2 separate regions of the Mus musculus genome follow, and region 1 is linked to region 2. The links are chromatin contacts, called in public HiChIP or PLAC-seq maps. All regions are on one chromosome and are shown on one strand. Each heading gives the region's core, a stretch centred on a gene start, on an enhancer-like site or on the middle of the called end of the contact. The rest is flanking DNA. Distances are from core to core; before and after follow the strand shown.

Region 1 (2,760 bases), core at 108-2,607, 110 kb after region 2:
GAGAAAGCAGAAGCCAACCAGTTGCTTCATTTTGCTGAGCCGCCTGCGCTGTACACTCCCTCCCCGTTTGGCCTACATTCTCTTGTGCATTAGGATCGGGGAGGGGGCACCCATCCTTCCATTGTGTAGAAGAAAGTATTTGGAGGAAAACTCAAGTTTCATCAAGAGGCCATTCCAGGTCCAGATAGCACTCGGTGTGTGTGGCTATCCTCACTTTAGGTCAGCTTGAAATCCAGTCCTGTTAAATTCATCTTTTTTGTGTGAATGGTTTCATCACAGTTGCTGTACATTGCAGCAACTCCAGGAGAGAATTGTTATTGGGGTCCTCAGAATGTCACAGAGATTAAAATAGGAATCAAATTGTATTTCTTCAGCAGTAAAATTTGTTAAGCATTCAGATAATAAAGCCATGTCTTTTCTGGTTTTATAAAAAGTAAAAGCCATCAGTCCTCATTGGTTGGATGTAGCCTGTTCAGACTACGTGAACCCAGTATCTAGTTATAATGCATTAATCTGAGCTAATTTTAAAAATATGAAGCCTTAGCTATGAAGAGTCAGCTGTAGTTAGGGTGGAATTCTTGGAGCTTGGATGTGGAGAGGGTGCAAAGTGCCCTTATGTAACCGTCTTTCCCTTTTGGCATCCATAATAACAAGAAACTCACTTCCCGAGGTCATCTCACGTTGAGCAAAAGAGAAAAAAAAATTAAATACATGAGTAAAAATTCCATTTGGCTTTTTGAATATCTCCAAACTTTACATGGATCTGCAACTTGGATGGTTTTTGAGTCTTGATACTGGCTTGGCTGTCTTTTATGAGGAACAACAAACAAAACATCCTGTTTTTCGAACAGTCAGTACAAGTCCCAGGAGAATAATCACAGAAATAGCGAGGGTTCTTCCTATATCAGTTAGAAGCTTTAAAATTTCCATTACTGTTATGTTTTTCTTCTAAGCCCTCTTCAGGAGTGACTAAAACAAAATCGCTTGTGACCTTGGGACCTGGAGTTCTGCTTAGTGCTGGCTGCCCACTGTCACTGTAATAGTGATCACTATAAATGGTAAATATTTGTCAACTTGTGTTTTCTGTCCTCTTCCCTCTAGCAGCTTCATGTTTTGTAGGCTTACCACAACTTCTTTAAATGCTTGCTTATGTCAACATCAGTGAAAGTGGAAGAGAAAAGAGATTTTGAAAGGATCGTAATACAGCTTTAGGATTGATGCAGGGGCCAGGACGGTGATTCAGAGGCTGAAAATAGCTCTTCATTTTATGCAATCAAGTAAAACACTGTACCTTGGCATCCCCACACCGGATTAGCAAGGAGTTGGAAGTTATTCCTCCCTCAGCATGCCATTAGGGATGACAGGCGGAGCTATGATAAACTGCTTGTTTAATGGAGCTTATGCTGCTGGCCTCACAGCCGTGATGTACAGGCCCGATTAGCGCTGAGTGACCTCAACTCGCATACATTTCCTCTCGAAAGAGACCTGACAGGCCCTCTCTGTTCTAATGAGCCTCTCACAGGGGATCCACCCACTTTAAGGTTGCAAGAGTCTCTGCTGTTTGTTCTGTCTGAAAGGATCTTGAAGGGTGGCAGCCTTCATCCTTCACATACCAAGACCATGGAAAGGAAGTTTTTTTTTTTCTTTCTTTCTTTCATAGGTTTGTAGTGCATGCATGTTATGTGTGTATGAGTTAGAGGTCAACAGTAGGTGTTTTTCTCAGCCACTCTCCACCCTATTTTTTGAGTCAGGGTCTCACTCTGAACCCAGAGATCAACCATGAGACAAAACCAGCTAGCCAGAAGACAGAAGGCCACCCAGCAATGGGTGTCTGCCGTTATATGTGTGGAGCGCCTGGGGTTGGGTCTCAGATCTTCAAGTTTGTACTGAAAGCCCTTTTCCAGCCCAGATTGATCTGTTCACAGAACCCTAGTACTGGACAGGGGTCTGTTTCCGGTTCAGTCTCCTGTTTGCTTACCTTTAAAACTGTGAGCCGAAGTTGAGTCCCCAGCTAATTCTGTTTCTGTTGAGTAGGTCCTTCTCAAGCAGGAGCCTGTGTCATGCTTGTGAGCCAGAGTTCGAAGCCTCACCTTAAACCCTTGTTACCTAAAAGGGGACCTGCGAGCTGTGCCCTGCCAGATCATACAGCTGTCAGGTTATAATTAACATTCGAGGTGACTCTTAATTAAACAGAATTGGTGGGAAATATCTGGGAGGCTGTAGCAGCGCTACCGTGATGTTTGCATTTAAATGTTTGAGATTATTCCCCTCACTTAAAGCCCATGTTCAGATGGAGGAGGAGGGCGCCACATCTCACTTAGCTCTATTGTTTTGGACACTGGCTGCAGGCTATAGGGACCAGAGTGCTTTCAGCTTGCATTGTGGTGTCTGTCTTTCAAACAGAGAAGTTGGAGAATGTATATTCTTTTCCTTTTTTATTTCTTCAAAGAGATTAAATCACGGCTCTGACAGGAGAGGGCAGGATCTCTGAGAAGACCTCCCCAGTGCTTGGAATTCATAGATTCTACCAGGTCCCTTCCCTATTGTCCCAGGCAGTGCACTCCCCAAGAGGCTCCCAGCATCTTTGGCTGCAGGCCAGCCTCCCAGGGCCTCTGGCTTTGATGTGCAGTGCAGGCTGTCCTCTGGCCAGGTTGTTGTTGCTGTGGCCTGGGCTTCACTCACAGTGAGTGCCAGGAGGGATGTCCTGTCTGCAGTATACATTTCCATAGCCCTAGTCCTGAGGCCGAGACTCTGCCTTTG
Region 2 (2,750 bases), core at 25-2,524:
GATCTGAACTCAAGTCCTTCTGCTTCCAGAGCAAGTATGATACCCCCTGAGCCATCTCCCCAGCCCATCTTCATGTATTCATTTTACCCTCTGAACAATCTTCTGGGATCTTATTCTGCCCATAAAAAGGATGAGGAAACAGGTCACCTGGACAGCAGGAATTAAACAACTGTGTCTTCTGAGAGAGCAGCAAGTGCTCTGAATTATGGGCCACCTCTGTTCAGTCCCCGGAAATTACTGTTCTAACCACATACTTTCTTATTGAGGTTTTATCCTCCTACCCAGTAAAGCATCATGTTTTACTTAATAAAAACACAGATTTTAAGGGTGTCAGTTGACCTTCTATCAGATAACTGTTAAATTTATTTACATGTATCCATGTGACCAGAAATAGTATTTGCTAAACAAACAAACAAACAAAAACTGATTAAGGTATCCGAGATCTATAGTTACATATGCATGAAAATGTTAGTGCTCTGTTTAAGTCAAATATATCGCATTTTTATGGGAAAATGTCAAAAAAAAAACAAAGAAAAGAAAGACAGAAAGAAATAAAAATTGGGTTTTTAAGAGGGCAGTATGCAAGAGTAAAGTAAATTTAGAGTTGTTTTATTAACACAGTGATGTGATTTGAGTTTGCATCTTACCATAGAGAAAGGTACCCTTTAGAGATACCCAGAGGCTATTATTTTTGCTCATCTATTCTGATAATACAATGGATGTTCTAAGACAAGCCGGGGGTGGTAACCAAGGGCTTCATTTATCTGAAATTAGAAATGCCCACAATGGGTTGGCAGGGCCGTGGGCAGCACTGTGTTTCCCAGCTCTCTCTAATTAGCCCTAGAAAAATGAGAAGAAAAGCACCCACATTCTGAAAGGCTTGCTACCTGAAGAACTATTTTCCTTTTGTTATATTCAGTGTGTATAATTATGTTTTCACAAAGTCCATGGCTTTGGAATCTTTCCCTCACTGACCTGCCACCTAGTTGTAAGTCCTACCCAGCAGCCTCTGTTTATCCAAGTCTGAAAGGTTGTTTCTGTGAAAAATTTGCTTTAAAATAATTAGTGTGTGTGTGTGTGTGTGTGTGTGTGTGTGTGTGTGTGTGTGTATGTGAGTGATTATCCCCTATGCCTTTCTTTCCCCTCCTTTGAAAGTGGCCTACCCAGTAATTGTGCTTGCCTCTGTCTAAGCTTTTGGTCAGCTCTCAGGCCCTTTGCTCACTCCCCCAACCTCAGCCCAACCGTGCTGGCTCTCGGTTCCTCATGGTGCTGAGCTGTTTCTGTCTTGAGCTTCTGCACTTTCTGTTCCCTTTCTCTGATGGCCTCTCCCTGTCATTCAGTGCTAAGCGCAAAATTGTCAACCCTGTGAACGCCCCTGCTGACGTCCAGTCTTGGTCCCACAACAAGTCTATTGCCTCTTGATGACTTGGTTTGTTCTTACAATTCTTATCATCAGTCTTATTCATTCCCCATGTTTCCTCGTGTACCTTCGTGCCTTTATCTGCCTTGTTCTCGCCTCTATCTCTAGTCACTTAACAATACCTAGCACGAGGGCACTTATAAATAAGGAAGCATATCTCTTTACTCAAAAATCAGTAGATGAAGGTAGGAGTTAGAATACAGATTGGTTTGGGGGTTTATTGACTGGGAAAGGGCATAGGAGGCGGTCTGGAGTGTTAAAAATATCCCTCATTGTCATCAAGGTAATTGTCACATGATATTCTCTCCCTCCCCCTACTGTACGCATATGGAAGGAAAGGTCACACACACATATTCAAAAGTAATTTTTCTTTACCCTTATGGTTTAGCAACGTTTGATATACTATGAACTGTTTTGCCAGTTAGTCAAGTGATAATCTCCCCAGGTAACATTTGAGGGAGCTTTTCATACCAGATGCCCAGGTCAGGAATCTCCAAATACTTTTTCAAGATCCTTGATTGTTGGAAAATAACCATTGTCTTAAAGGACAGATATCAAGAACAAAACCAGCTAGCTGCATACTGGATGCATACTGCTTCTTGTACGTTGGCCTGCTTTGAGTATAGCTCTAACTGTATTAGGTGAGGATTTATTTATCAGAGGGAGCCTCATGCATTTCAGGGGCAGTACCATGGTGAGCAGACAGAGCCCTGAAAAAAAGATAAGAAAGGAGAATAAAATGCAAAGTGCCAGCTGGCCGTGGTAGCATATACCTTTAATCACAGCACTCGGTTAGGAGAGGCAGGTGAATTTCTTTGAGTTCTGGGTTCTAGGCTACCCTGGTCTACACAGTGGACTCCAGGACAGTCAGAGTTATACAGTGAGATCCTGTTTGAAATGAAACAAAAATGCAAAGTGTTTATTTATCACAGGGCATCATTTATCCATCTGCCAGTTGTGATTCTATAGATTCTATAGTCTCACTGAGGAGAAATGACTAGAGAGAAAATAAAATTAGAGGACATTGGCTGGGAATGGATCATATTAATTTGTTGGAATGAAAAGATTTGACATATTCATCGCTATATGCAAGAAAGCCAACTATAAAGAACATACTGAGTAAGTTTTTTTCTTAATTAAAAATATGGCTTTATGAGATATAAAATAAATGACTCTAATGTTGAATTAGTTTGTGAAAATAATCAAGAGCACCCTTACATCTATAGGTTAATTCTTCAAATGCAGTGAAATCTTAAGTACAAAATGTTTTAGAAATTATCTAACTCTTCTTCAGCCTTGTGAAGTATTTCTAAACAGAGCATGGATTTCC

The links. HiChIP or PLAC-seq counts read pairs in DNA pulled down with a chosen protein or histone mark.
Region 1: an H3K27ac HiChIP or PLAC-seq map of microglia shows a contact between it and region 2, with 3 times the contacts expected there. The contact joins two enhancer-like sites. A contact is called at or near these places in 2 of 15 datasets of contacts at CTCF or cohesin (CD8 T cells and large pre-B cells), 1 of 484 Hi-C or Micro-C datasets (nephron progenitors) and 3 of 115 datasets of contacts at active chromatin or transcription factors (CD8 T cells, embryonic stem cells and microglia).

Annotation. Positions count from the first base shown.
Region 1 is chr10:14,054,439-14,057,198 of GRCm38.p6, forward strand. The region is part of intron 1 of Hivep2 (human immunodeficiency virus type I enhancer binding protein 2); the gene reads left to right. Among named protein-coding and RNA genes, the nearest start is that of Gm51759, 71 kb to the right of the region's middle. Within about 2 kb of position 1,358, at least 115 of the 459 cell types and tissues checked have an H3K27ac peak or open chromatin away from gene starts, as enhancers often do. A contact at or near this core is called in microglia, where this site is marked.
Region 2 is chr10:13,945,402-13,948,151 of GRCm38.p6, forward strand. No RefSeq gene overlaps it. Among named protein-coding and RNA genes, the nearest start is that of Hivep2, 20 kb to the right of the region's middle. Within about 2 kb of position 1,275, at least 46 of the 459 cell types and tissues checked have an H3K27ac peak or open chromatin away from gene starts, as enhancers often do. A contact at or near this core is called in microglia, where this site is marked.